Linked DNA regions of Mus musculus: regions 2 and 3 are each linked to region 1. A link is a contact called in public ChIA-PET and HiChIP or PLAC-seq data. All regions are on one chromosome and are shown on one strand. Each heading gives the region's core, a stretch centred on a gene start, on an enhancer-like site or on the middle of the called end of the contact. The rest is flanking DNA. Distances are from core to core; before and after follow the strand shown.

The links. ChIA-PET counts read pairs in DNA pulled down with a chosen protein or histone mark. HiChIP or PLAC-seq counts read pairs in DNA pulled down with a chosen protein or histone mark.
Region 2: a contact with region 1 is called in an H3K4me3 HiChIP or PLAC-seq map of the SCID.adh cell line, with 11 read pairs. The contact joins the enhancer-like site here to the promoter of Umad1 in region 1. A contact is called at or near these places in 2 of 39 promoter capture datasets (HPC-7-derived erythroid cells and neutrophils), 3 of 484 Hi-C or Micro-C datasets (B cells, Th1 cells and nephron progenitors), 17 of 115 datasets of contacts at active chromatin or transcription factors (the 230-238 cell line, the SCID.adh cell line, astrocytes and 13 more) and 3 of 9 other capture datasets (adipose tissue, liver and pancreatic islet).
Region 3: an RNA polymerase II ChIA-PET map of memory CD8 T cells shows a contact between it and region 1, with 8 read pairs. The contact joins the enhancer-like site here to the promoter of Umad1 in region 1. A contact is called at or near these places in 5 of 39 promoter capture datasets (the HPC-7 cell line, embryonic stem cells, hematopoietic stem and progenitor cells and 2 more), 2 of 484 Hi-C or Micro-C datasets (pre-B cells and rod photoreceptor), 5 of 115 datasets of contacts at active chromatin or transcription factors (the 230-238 cell line, embryonic forebrain, large pre-B cells and 2 more) and 1 of 9 other capture datasets (adipose tissue).

The regions. Positions count from the first base shown.
Region 1 is chr6:8,257,068-8,260,977 of GRCm38.p6, forward strand. It overlaps Umad1 (UMAP1-MVP12 associated (UMA) domain containing 1), which reads left to right and starts at 2,221. Exons shown (of 4, transcript NM_001302354.1): 1 at 2,221-2,426. Rpa3 (replication protein A3) reads right to left here and starts at 2,074. Exons shown (of 4, transcript NM_026632.4): 1 at 1,933-2,074; 2 at 620-694. The coding sequence starts at 2,031.
Region 2 is chr6:8,646,754-8,650,663 of GRCm38.p6, forward strand. All of the region lies in intron 12 of Ica1 (islet cell autoantigen 1), which reads right to left. Among named protein-coding and RNA genes, the nearest start is that of Gm35621, 25 kb to the left of the region's middle. Within about 2 kb of position 2,033, at least 68 of the 459 cell types and tissues checked have an H3K27ac peak or open chromatin away from gene starts, as enhancers often do. A contact at or near this core is called in the SCID.adh cell line, Th1 cells, effector CD8 T cells and 3 more, where this site is marked.
Region 3 is chr6:8,557,461-8,561,370 of GRCm38.p6, forward strand. It overlaps Glcci1 (glucocorticoid induced transcript 1), which reads left to right. Exons shown (of 8, transcript NM_133236.3): 3 at 1,040-1,126. Among named protein-coding and RNA genes, the nearest start is that of Glcci1, 50 kb to the left of the region's middle. Within about 2 kb of position 1,816, at least 6 of the 459 cell types and tissues checked have an H3K27ac peak or open chromatin away from gene starts, as enhancers often do. A contact at or near this core is called in memory CD8 T cells, where this site is marked.

The sequences.
Region 1 (3,910 bases), core at 971-3,470:
ACTCCGAGGATGTTCAGAGTTCCTGTAAACAGACCTCCTTATTTGTTTAAAAACTCACCGAGAAGAACTGTGGATAAATCTTACATGTTCTATATCAAGTAACCAAATAGTATATGGATTTGTCGGCATAAAATATCAAAGATGTTTTAAGCACATTAAACATAAAACTTTAAAAAATTTAGAAATATAAAAATATGCATGAATATATATATATATATATATATATATATATATATATATATGAAAATTAAACATAGAAAATAAAACTGACTAGCAATGCCACTTAGTATGAAGCAGGAGGAACACACCTGGGGCCAGCTCTTGAAGGCCAGGCTTGTGATTATGGAAGAAGCAGTTTAAAAAATTTTTCACATGTATTTTTTGGATTTTTTTTTTAAGGAATAAAAATTGTTATCCAACCAATACTTAAGGGACACTTTCAGAAATGTTGGAGCCCTAAGAATCACTAAAGTTTAGAAATGGAAATAAGACAAAATATGAGAGCATGAATTTGATTTTTAAAGTTATACAAGTGTAATCTTCACATTTCCACCCCCAAATCAGAAATAATAAGAAACCCCAAAAAATTAAATATGAGAGCATATCACTTAAAACATACTGGCTCCATCAATTCAATGGTTCCATTTTTTCCTTCTCCATCTGAAAGAATAAACATTTTTCCAGTGGGATGAATCTAAAAAAGGAAATCAAGACAAAAAGCCATAGATTTAGAAAACAGAATCTACAGAAATGAATATTTAAAAGATTCCCTGAAGTTTCATTTGGTTGAATATAAAGTAATAGGGGTTTTGGACAGTTTATTTGGTTCAAGTTATAATCTTATTACCTGATCAGATGATTGTAAGCCCAGTTAATTTTGAATTTCTAATAAACAACAAATATTTGCTTAGTGTTTTGTGTGGTTTCTTTTATTTGCAAAAGACACTTGGTACACTAAAACTAAACGAGGCTTTCACTGTCTAATGAAATTCTGCCAACATTCTTGATTTAGTACATCTCACAGAATACCTTCTTTTTGAGGGGTTGTTTGTTTGTTTGTTTTCGAGACAGGGTTTCTCAGTATAGCCCTGGCTGTCCTGGAACTCACTCTGTAGACCAGGCTGGGCTCGAACTCAGAAATTCACCTGCCTCTGCCTCCCGAGTGCTGGGATTAAAGGCGTGCGCCACCACCGCCCGGCTCAGAATACTTTCTTTTAAAATTAAGAACGATGATCTAAAAGAACTGGTTGCCAGATCTGAGGAAGACTTCCCTTGAAACTGAGCTCTGCCACTCGATGTGAGGTTTGAGCAGCTCAGTCAGCCTACCTGTTTAGTTAGAAATTCTTTTCCCTTAGAAAATGTGTGAATGAAATGACCTAGCAGGTAAGTCCTTACAGAGGATTTTCTTTCCCTCGGCACTCTCAATTTCTGGGCCTTTGGGCTTAATTTTTACCTATAGGAAGGACGAGGCTGCAATCTAAGACTGGGCTAGATACAAGGTATCTATAGAATATGGGAGGGGCTATCAAGAAATGTTTCATAGGGAGACGACTGCAAAGTAGAAAAACTAGGCCCATAAATAGAGACGGCTGCAAAAGACAGGGAAGCAAGAAGCTAAGTCTGGCTAAAACAAAAACTCGAACAACAGACAGAGGAGCCAGGTTTGTAAATACCTTCCTGGTAAATAAAGAAAGGGGGCGCGGAGCGCTTGGATCTAAAAGGTCATTCCAAACAGTTTTGGGGACATAAAAGAAGCGGCACCAAAATGTTGCTGCAATGGCTTAGCAGTTTCCACAAGCTCTTCTTGTGAAAACTACAGCAAGCTGGAGGGCAATGCTGCTTAAAGGTGACCTGCTCCCAGCCTCAGCTCCCGACCCCGCAGTCCTTCCCGAGTGGCCGTGGTCCCGTCCTCTCGCCCGAACCCGCATGCACCTTTTCCAGCTTCCCCACGAAGCACACGGGCCGGTCGATATACTGTGGTAACATGCTGGCGTTGACGCGCGCTTTGGGGAGCTGCATTATGTCCTCCATGATTCTGCCGCCAACACTCGCAACCCGCAGGAAAGCAGAAAATGATTGACGCCCAGCGGGCGGCCGCGCCAACCCGGGCAGATTTCCCGAACACCAATCAGAGGAGACGTACGCTCCAGACCCACCAATCAAATCCACGGGAGCATCTGGTTCGCTCGCACCGGGCTGGCGGAGGGGCTCAAGGCTTCCGGAAGTACTGGTAGACTGCCTAGTGACGCGCGGCGTTCCGGAAGTCACTGGGGCCGAAACCCGGCGGGCAGTGGAGGCGGGACTTAGAGGGGCGGGGGCTGAGGCCTGGGACCCGGGATCTGGAGCGGCCGAACGTCGACTTGACCCCGGAAGTAAGCTGAAGGACCGTGGTGGGTGGCGAGCTGCGGGCTGCGGCGGAGTCTCAGGTAGCTTTCTTGCGGGAGGTGTCTGGATCTCCGCGCCTCTCTCCTCCCGAGGGCTGAACCGTCGGGGTGGTGGGCGGAGTCGGGCTCCTGGTCCCGGAATGCCGCGGTGCGGGCACTGACAGTTGCCAGCTTTTGCGCGGGTGGCGCGGGTGCGTGCCTAACCTGGGGTTTGGGGTTTTTATTTTTGAGCCAGTTCTACCTGTAGAGAACCATCGTCAGTCTTTACCCCTCCCTCAGGAGGTTGTTGCTAGGAGACGTTGTGTAACGGACCTGCCTGCTTTACCCACTGGCAGCAAGAGGTGCTGCCCCTCTCTTTACCTTGGACCTTTTGCTAGCCTTGGCGGTGTGGAGGTGTCCATTTCCTCACCTCCTGGGTGCTGGCGTGCATTGGGGCTCCGGTAGAGGAGGACCCCCGGGAAGGACTAGAGATGACAGGCTTCACCAGCTGTTGGACCCAAGCTAGTGCTCCTCCACTGGCGTCACATTTTCTCTTTCTGCAAATGAGGGGTTGACTGCTTTGTAAGGTGCTAGATAACTCTAATTTTGGGTTGTAATACTATATCTAGTTCCCCGAAGTACTCAGAGCTGGCTGTCTGAAAGACAGTTTATTCCAAGATTTGAAGAAAATTGTCGGATGTGTTTCTGGTTCAGAAAATGACTGGATGCTGGTGGCTGTTGATTTTAGTAATTTCACCAGCAAGGGATTGGTACTGAGAAATTTCAAAATGAACGCACATAAAAATACCTTCAAAAGAGGTTGCAGAAATTAAAACATAATTTTAATTGCGTCTCATAATTATGTGGAACAGTGTCTGGATTTTTCTAAAGCCAAAGACTTATTAACCTTCAAATTCAGGGCTAATAACTCAGTTCCAATAATTCAGTTCCAATGTAGCCTGCTGTTGCTGCCTTAAGTAATAAAATACAAAGATCTGGTTCCATCTATTTAAGAGTGAAATCCAATCTCCCCTATTTAAACGATTGTTAGCTCTCCTTAGTGTTCATGTGACATTTAATATGTGTGTCTTAATTCTGTTGTGATTAAAACAAGTTTAAAATTTTTTTCCTTAGTTGTGGGCTGCATTTCCTTTGGGTGCTGGCAAGTCGGTATTGAGGCATTCATGATATAGCACTGCGTTTTCTACCCTGGTGCATAGCACCCTTTTAGTTCAGTGAAAAGTAACCAGCAAGAAGTAAGTTCCCAGTTCAGGTCTAGTTTGCTTTATCTGTGTGCTGCAAGCAAATGGTACCCTGTCTCCAGACATAGGTTCTTACCATCTAGTTGTGGTGGACAGCTCGGAGCATTGTAGAAAATCGTGTTGTTTGTGTGCCTTTGGGTCATCCTTCTCAAGAACTCTAGGGAGGTATATCACAGCCTTTCAGCCCTGAGATTTTTGTTTAGTAGCTCATGCCTTTAGGGGAAGCATTCTTTTCCCATGCAGGGTATTCCCATTTAAATTTCCTTTTAAAACCAGTTAAACTTT
Region 2 (3,910 bases), core at 783-3,282, 390 kb after region 1:
TGAGGGGAGGTCACATGCTGAAGGCTTTCCTGTACTTGCTATATGGAAACTGGATGGAAAAAGACCCATCCTTTCTTTGGGAGTTTCGGATCCAAAGCTATAAATCTGAGGCTGTTAGTGAAAATAAAGTCAACACACAAAGGAAAACAAGCAGAATAGCTGGGAAGGGAATGCAGACGGCACTCCGAGACAGCTCCCGAATGAGTCTTGCTTGAGCCAATGCCCTCAACGTCCTCAGTTACATGGATGGGTGCATTTTAAGCAAAAGTCTCAACCTAACCTGTTCCAACATGAACTCTATCCTTATGAGCAAAGAATTCTAACACTAGACCCTATCAAACGCAAGCACTGTAGTCACAAAAGTGAGAGAACACTCTCTGGAGTCCGTTATAAACTCAGATCTTGCTTCTGCTGAGGTGTGCCATTAAGTGTGGCCTACTATTTAGCATTCTGCTTATTTATTCACTTTTAAATGTATTATTACAAAGTTGCAAATTAAAAAAATAATCACCACCCCTGGCTCTTTAATAGTTAAGGCAGGCTGCAGGATGACCTGTGCTCTGGAAAGGGAACTTATTTAGGTAGCTGAAAGCAAGGAAACTGGTACTGACTTGAACCATAAAACATAGAAACCTCCCAATTATTACACCAATAATTAAGATGCCTGAAATTACTATGCATAACTTGTGAGAGCAACTTAATTACAAGTCGAAATGGCCAGGTTCAGGTCTGTAACCAGACAAGTCACGACTTGTGAAGTAGCGCCTGTCAGTGGGCTCTGGAGGGTGAGTGAGCTCTTGTTATCGGCTTTGAGACAAAGTGAGACAAAGAAAACCTGAAGAGATGAGATAATGTCCTCCTTTGGGAGAAGCCTTGTTGGAGCCTCCACCCACGCAGACAAATAAAGGCTGCTACTGAGTGGGGGAGTCACAACTTTCTTTGGCTTAGAGTCTCCAAATACCTGCCTTCAATCCAAGTTCTCCATCTCCTGACCACAAATTCTTATCTTATCCTTTGTGGTGCTGCACACTGGTGAGGCAGCCGAAGCTCCAGGAGGTGACCTCCTACCCTGCACCTCTGCTGAGGCCAACTGTGAGATCACTGCTTATTCCAAACCTCACAAATGCTTCTTCAGACAGCTAAGCATCACTGTATACAGTAGCAGCTTTACAGGGTAAATGGTGTGGCCAATGGCGGCACACAGGAGCTCCTCACGCTGAGCCAGAGCTGAAGTGGGGGAGGCCACCTAGCAACACTGCCTCCCGAGAAGCCCAGAGCTTAGCCAAGGTGCCATGTTTGATGCTGCTGTCCTGTCTGGGGACTTTTTTTTTCTTCAATGGAAAAGAACAAAAACAAAACCACACATATTTTTAAATCAAGAAGATCTTACAAACTATTTCCTGGAACTTATTTTACAGAGGAGGAAAAATAGACCCAAGTTAGATTACCTGTCCAAGGTCATGTGACTTCTTAGTTACAGAGAGTCTGGCTTGGGAGCTTTCACTCCTAAGTCCACGCTTCCTTGATGTGTAACCTGGCCTTTCCTTCAGAACCAGGAGAGGTATTTTTATGTATGCTGCTAGAGTACGGACTGTGACCTTACACACAAACTCCAGAAGACGCTTTGTCATAGGGTGAGGCTTTCTAAGGCCAGAGGGCTCCTCGAAGTACCATGCAGAGACAGGCAGAGTGTCCAAGACGGCAGAAACACTCCATAGGCCTGCCTTGCTCAACACCCAGAACCAAGAGGCCTGGGCCCTAGGAAAACATTCCCTAGAAGAACTGGTCCTGAACCGGTGAGTTCTAGCTTGTAAAAGCTCCAGTGTAGAGGAAACTCAAGCTCAGGCAGAGCGTGGAAAACGGGTGACAGCCCATTCAGATAGTACTCTTGAAATCATATTGAGTTTCATGACCTCAGCATAAATTAGAAGCACAGAAGATGGAAACTGCTACTTAGACAGAAAATGAGAGCACAGGGCAGCGAGCAGATAAATGTCACATGATTTACCTTCGTTTGTGTGAAACAGGAAGGCTCACTTCTCTGGGTTTCTCCCCACTCCCCACACCCCACATAATGACTAATCTTAAAGGCCACAGGCCTGCAGGGCAGATGAAACCCCAAACACCAGCACTATCCTCTTAGCACCCCAAAGACAGCGGGGGAGATGCTAGGAAACCACCTGACAAAAAAATGTCAAGCAGAGAGACACTTGTCAGGTCTGTTACCAAAGTGTTCTTGTTTGGAATTCGAGAAGGCTGCTTTGAGAAACCCCCCTCAGGCTTAAAAATAATAATAAATAAGAATTCTGACTGGCAGGGGCCCGAGTGGGCATGGGGGTGGCATAAGGATCTGTATGTGCTCTCTGGAAAAAAAACAAAACAAAACAAAAGAATGATCTAAGAATGTGAGACCCAAGTAGGCACACACAAAAACACCTGATTGCTAAAACCCTACTCCAATCTCTCTTGATATAAACCATGAATCTTGGGGCTAGAACAGATCTTTAAGAATCTATAGGAACAATCTCATACAGAGCATTCTACTACATGATTAAGAACATTCGTTTTATTATTTACTTGGTCTCTTTAAGCAAAGTTTCATGTGGTCTGAGCTGGCTCAAACTTGTTGTGCTGGCTCTAATCCTCTACCCCCCAAGGTGGGATTACAGGTGTTTGCTGACACACTTCAGTGTTACTGTTGGGCTGGGGAGGGGACGGATGACTCAGTGGTAGAGCTCTGGTTTAACATGTGTAAAGAAAAGGGTGTCATTTCATAGGGTAACCCAGGTCACCAGTATATCCCAGCACACTGAAGGAAGAGTTTACATGAGCAGATAAGGAATTTAATACTTGGTCACTGTATGTCCTGAGGCAAAGCAAACAGATCTCTCATTTGACTCTAAGGGTGACTGCAGGTGACCATTAAATGACTCAGGAGAAACTAGGTGCCATATGATAGCACATGATTGCTTTGGGCTAAAGGTTCTCTCCTAGAGCTCTGCTGGCTGCTGGCTGAACCGACATCAGTACACTTGGCCACAACATAGAAAGGCGAGCAGTAGCAGAAGAAGACAAACATGCTTGTGAAATATGGATAATAAATAGTTTTGTTTTGCTTCTTAATTAGCCAAGATCTTGTGGTTTTTCATAAAGGTTTGTTGATAAGATGTAGGTTAAATTTAACTTATAAAAATTTCACTTGTTTTATACCACATTTTTTGTCTGTGTTATGCTATTTTGGCAGGGGTTGGGGGTGTCCAGCTTGAAGAGCAAAATGATTGATATATGTTATAATTAGTGAATGAAGGCTGCATGTCACAGGTGGTCATACAGTGACTTCAGAGACACTTTCAAGAATCTCCAAATGCCACTAACTTGTTATTAAAATATTTTTAAACGGTGTGGCCAAATATTGGTTATCCATCACTTATCATTGAGTAGAAGAATGCAGAGCTACAGTTACAGCTCGTAAGTCCTATTAAATCGGCCGTTCTTGGATTAAGTGCCTTTTATTTCTTCTTTCTAGTGTTTTGCAAATTGTGATCAGCATTTTACTTCAGACCTTAGCCCATGAGGCAGTTTTGAAAGGGTGTGCATTTCACAGTGAACAGATCAATGGTCATTCCTTTCTTCAGTCATTCTCCATGTGTTGAGAATAGCTTTATAGTTGTGGCTGTGGTTTCAGAGCTGATACCACCTGCTCGGATGAACCCACAGAAGAGGCAGACAGTGGACAGCATCGCTCAGGCCCACCGAAGGGCTCTGTGGGACGTCAGTGATGAAGGAATAGGGTGGCTTATGTGCGAGTGCACTTTATCAGGATGATCTGTGACGCCATCTTTCTGCCTGACAACCTGTATATATATATTAGGGAAGTGCCAAGCGCAGCTTCCTCTTTAGTACTAAAAAG
Region 3 (3,910 bases), core at 566-3,065, 300 kb after region 1:
TGGAATGATGGCTTCTTTATCTCATTATGCAGATTCTCAAGTGCATGCAATACAAAAAACATTTTAATGCCACATGTATTTATTGTGGTAATCATTACTCATTGTCTCCGGGCTTTCATTTTTTCTAATTTACATTATACTAGATTTTTCTCAAATGTTAAAGTGTGGTATTTTAGCTTTTTTTTTTTTTAACAGAACTCCTAAATTTCTTACTTTATGGCAATACTTAAGGTTAAATTAGTGTTATACTTTAGTTAATATGTATTAGTGCTTAAATAATTGAGAGTTATATTTTAGTTTAAATGACTTTCATAGTAGCTTCATTTTTTTAAAAAAAAGCTGCATTACTTTCATTTTAAATCAATACATTTGATTTATATTTGTTTTTAATTTTTTTCTGTTAGGTTTTATATTAACTGTATTTTTAAAATGAAGTTGACTAATCCTTTTCACCAAAGAGAATCCTCTCAATATTTTCTTCTCTTAGTGAAATGACCGTCTACACAGATGTTTGTTACATAAGCCATCCGCACTACACATGGCTCTGAAAGTTCTTTTTATCTTCTGTCTGTTGTAGTTTGTCTCTATAAAATTTCAGTATGTAATCTGGGAAGTGCTTATGCACGCCTTTAATTCCAGTACTTGGGAGGCAGAGAGGCAGGCACATTTCTTGCGTTCTAGACCAGTCTGGCCTACAAAGTCAGTTCCAGATAGCCAGTGCTACACAGAGAAAGCCTGACTCAAAAACTAAAACAGTATCAAAACAAACAAACAAACATCAGTATGTAAGTCTTCATGATTTTATTAGGATTTGCTGTTATTAATGCTGATGTGAAAGTATCAAATGATTTTTAATGTAGATGACTCAGATGTCTCAGATTTATCAGGTCTGATTAATTAACATTTAAAAGGCTTTATAAATGCTAAGAAAGTATTATAGTTACTTGAAATTAAGTAGTAACGTTATAGTTACTTGAAAGTAAGTAGTGACATTTCCATTTCTTAACATTTTGATTTGTCTGGTTGGTTTGTTTTAAAGACACCTAGTTGCTGGGCAGAAGAGGGAGCAGAAAAACGATCACATCAGCGCTCTGCATCATGGGGAAGTGCTGATCAACTGAAAGAGGTAAGTTATTTTTTTATTTCATTCTAAGGCTTGTTTAGATCTCCATGGGTTGTTGTTTTTGTTTTGTTTTGTTTTTTTAAACTATTTTCCAATAGTTGTTAGACTTCCCTTTATTGTAACCTACTTTCTCATACAGAATTGAATCTTACATTTTGTTCAAAAGTGAATTTTTCTTGCTTGTAATTTTTATATTCTCAATAAATGTCTGGGTACCCCCATCAACTGTAGCTTTTCTAGAATGAACTCTGGTCTTGTATAATGATCTTTATATCACTGTTTTTAGTTATCTTTATTTCTCCCTTAGCTTGCTTTTTTTAAAGTCACAGCAAGTAGAACCATATATAATAGCTTTATACAATGATAAGATAGTACTTTTTGTTTTCTGGTAGCTTTTTTATGATATGTAACTTATTATGACCTTTTGGGACCCAGTAGTACAGTAGAAGCCAAATCTTGTAGAAATGATCTACTCTGTGATTTATTATGAATAACATCTATATTTATACTATATTATTTTTTCCTGTTAGTTTTATCTTTATAAATCATTTTAATTCTTACCTATTTGTCCTTTCAAAGCTATAGAAACCTAAAGTTAAAATATCTGGTTCAGAGATCTCTTAGGTAAGCCCTTCTTCTGAAGATGACTATCTCATCCTTGTCACATCTTCTCAGTGGTGAGAACTCATCTTTTAAGGTCACTACTGTAGTCATGATTACTTAGCAGAGCTCACTAAGTATGTTTTTATTTCCTTTCTAGTGCTATGATAAAACACCATGACCAGAAGCAACCTAGGGAAGAAAGGGTTTATTTCAGTTTACAGGTTGTAGGTTACAGGATATAGATTCAGGAAAACCAAAGTAGGAACTAAAGCAGAGACCATGAAGAAGTGCTGCTAACAACTTTTTGTTACACATGGCTTGCCTACATACCTTTCTTATACAACCCAGGACCACCTCTCCAGGTGTGTCACTGCTCATAGTGAGTGAACCTTCCCGTATCAATCATTAAGCTAGAAAATGCCCTATAAAGTTGCCTACAGGCCAATCTGATGGAGACATCTTTCTCAGTTGAGGTTCCTCTTCCCAGGTAATTGTAGCTGTGTTAAGTTGACAAAATGCACAGTTTTTATATTTTGAACTCAGAATGAAATCACTTAGTTTTACTGCTAACTTGTATCAGTGTTGTCTGCTTGAAATTTCTGCAAGTTTGGCAGTAAGCCAGTTTTGCTGTGTTAAGCATAGACATTCTCTCAGATTTTATTTATATGTGTATGTGCCCACTTGTCTGTATGTGAACCACATGCTTCTAGTGCTAATGATGGCCAGCCAGGGCCATGATTCTCCTGGTTCTCATAGTAACTGGAGTTACTATGAATCAAACCTGGGTCTTCCACAACAGCAAGTCCTGATGACTGCTGAGCCAGCTCTTCAATCTCAGCATTTCTCTTGAATGCTTTTCCTATGCAGAGTTTCAGACCTACCAGTATTAATTTTTTATACACTTTAAGTTGTCAGGTTTCTCACATACTATGATGTCTAAACCAACTGGTCTAATAGCATGATACTGTCTATGATTTCATTTTTAGCCACTTTTTAATGTTGTGAATGTAGAAAATCTATAATTCTGGCCTATCTCTTACCCAAATACATAGTGAAAGTAGATTTCTTTATCAGGATCAGAGTAAAAAGAAGCTTGGTTTAATACATCTAGGCTGAAATAGACATCACTTGTAGAATATATATAAATAATGGAAAAGCCAAATTTGTCATTTTGTCTCAGTTCAGTATAGTTTCAGACATACTGCAAGTATCTCACATGGCTGTGGTATAAATGAATGTCTATAGTAACACATGATATTTGCTACTAAGAGGGAACACTGAAATTAGAAGAATTGATTGTTCTCCCTGTAAAACAACCATAAAGCCAAACAAAATTGTCAAAATAAATATTTCAGTGAAAATAATTGAGCAATTTTATTTATGAAGGAGATTCAAGATGCCTTTGGAAAACCCAGTTTAGATTGTAAAAGACTATAACTTAAAGGGCAGTTCTGTGTACACACACACACAAACATGCACACACGCACACACACACACACGCACAGGAGGGGGGAGAGAGAGAGAGAGAGAGAGAGAGAGAGAGAGAGACAATGAATTAATGTTTTCTTCAAAACCTTGCTTTGTCAAGGTTTTGTTGTTCTTTCAGTTTTATAGCTTATTATATCTTTGCCATTAAGGAAGTTGCTTAGTGAAGTGGTTGAGATTCTGACTGGCACATATTTGTAGTTAAACATTAATAACGGATCACTTGCACAGCATTGTGAAGTACTAAAAAGGGGTTAGAAATGGAAGGTCAAAGACAAGATTTACCATGGATTTATTAGGTTTCTCACATGGCAAAGGTACTTTATTTTTAAGTGTTTTACCACCTGAAAAATGGATATAATTTTGGGAATGTTTTTGAAAAGTTAGTCTGTGATCTTGTTACTTTTCTTTATTGTAGTAAGCCAAAGAAGAAACATTTTTAATCTTTCGGAGTACAGTTCATTGTGAGAGGGGAGTCAGGGCAGGGATGTTGGATGAGCCATAACAGAGCACTACCTCTGCTTCTTGCTTTGTCTTCTTGCTTGCTCCCTGACTCACGATAAAGTGGCTTTTTATACAACCTTAGTTCACTTGCCTAGGAATGTTGCTGCCCACAGTAGGCTGGGCCTTCCCATGTCAGTCCCATGTCAGTCCTGAGAGTTCCTCATAGCCATGGCCACAGAACAGTCTGATTTGGGT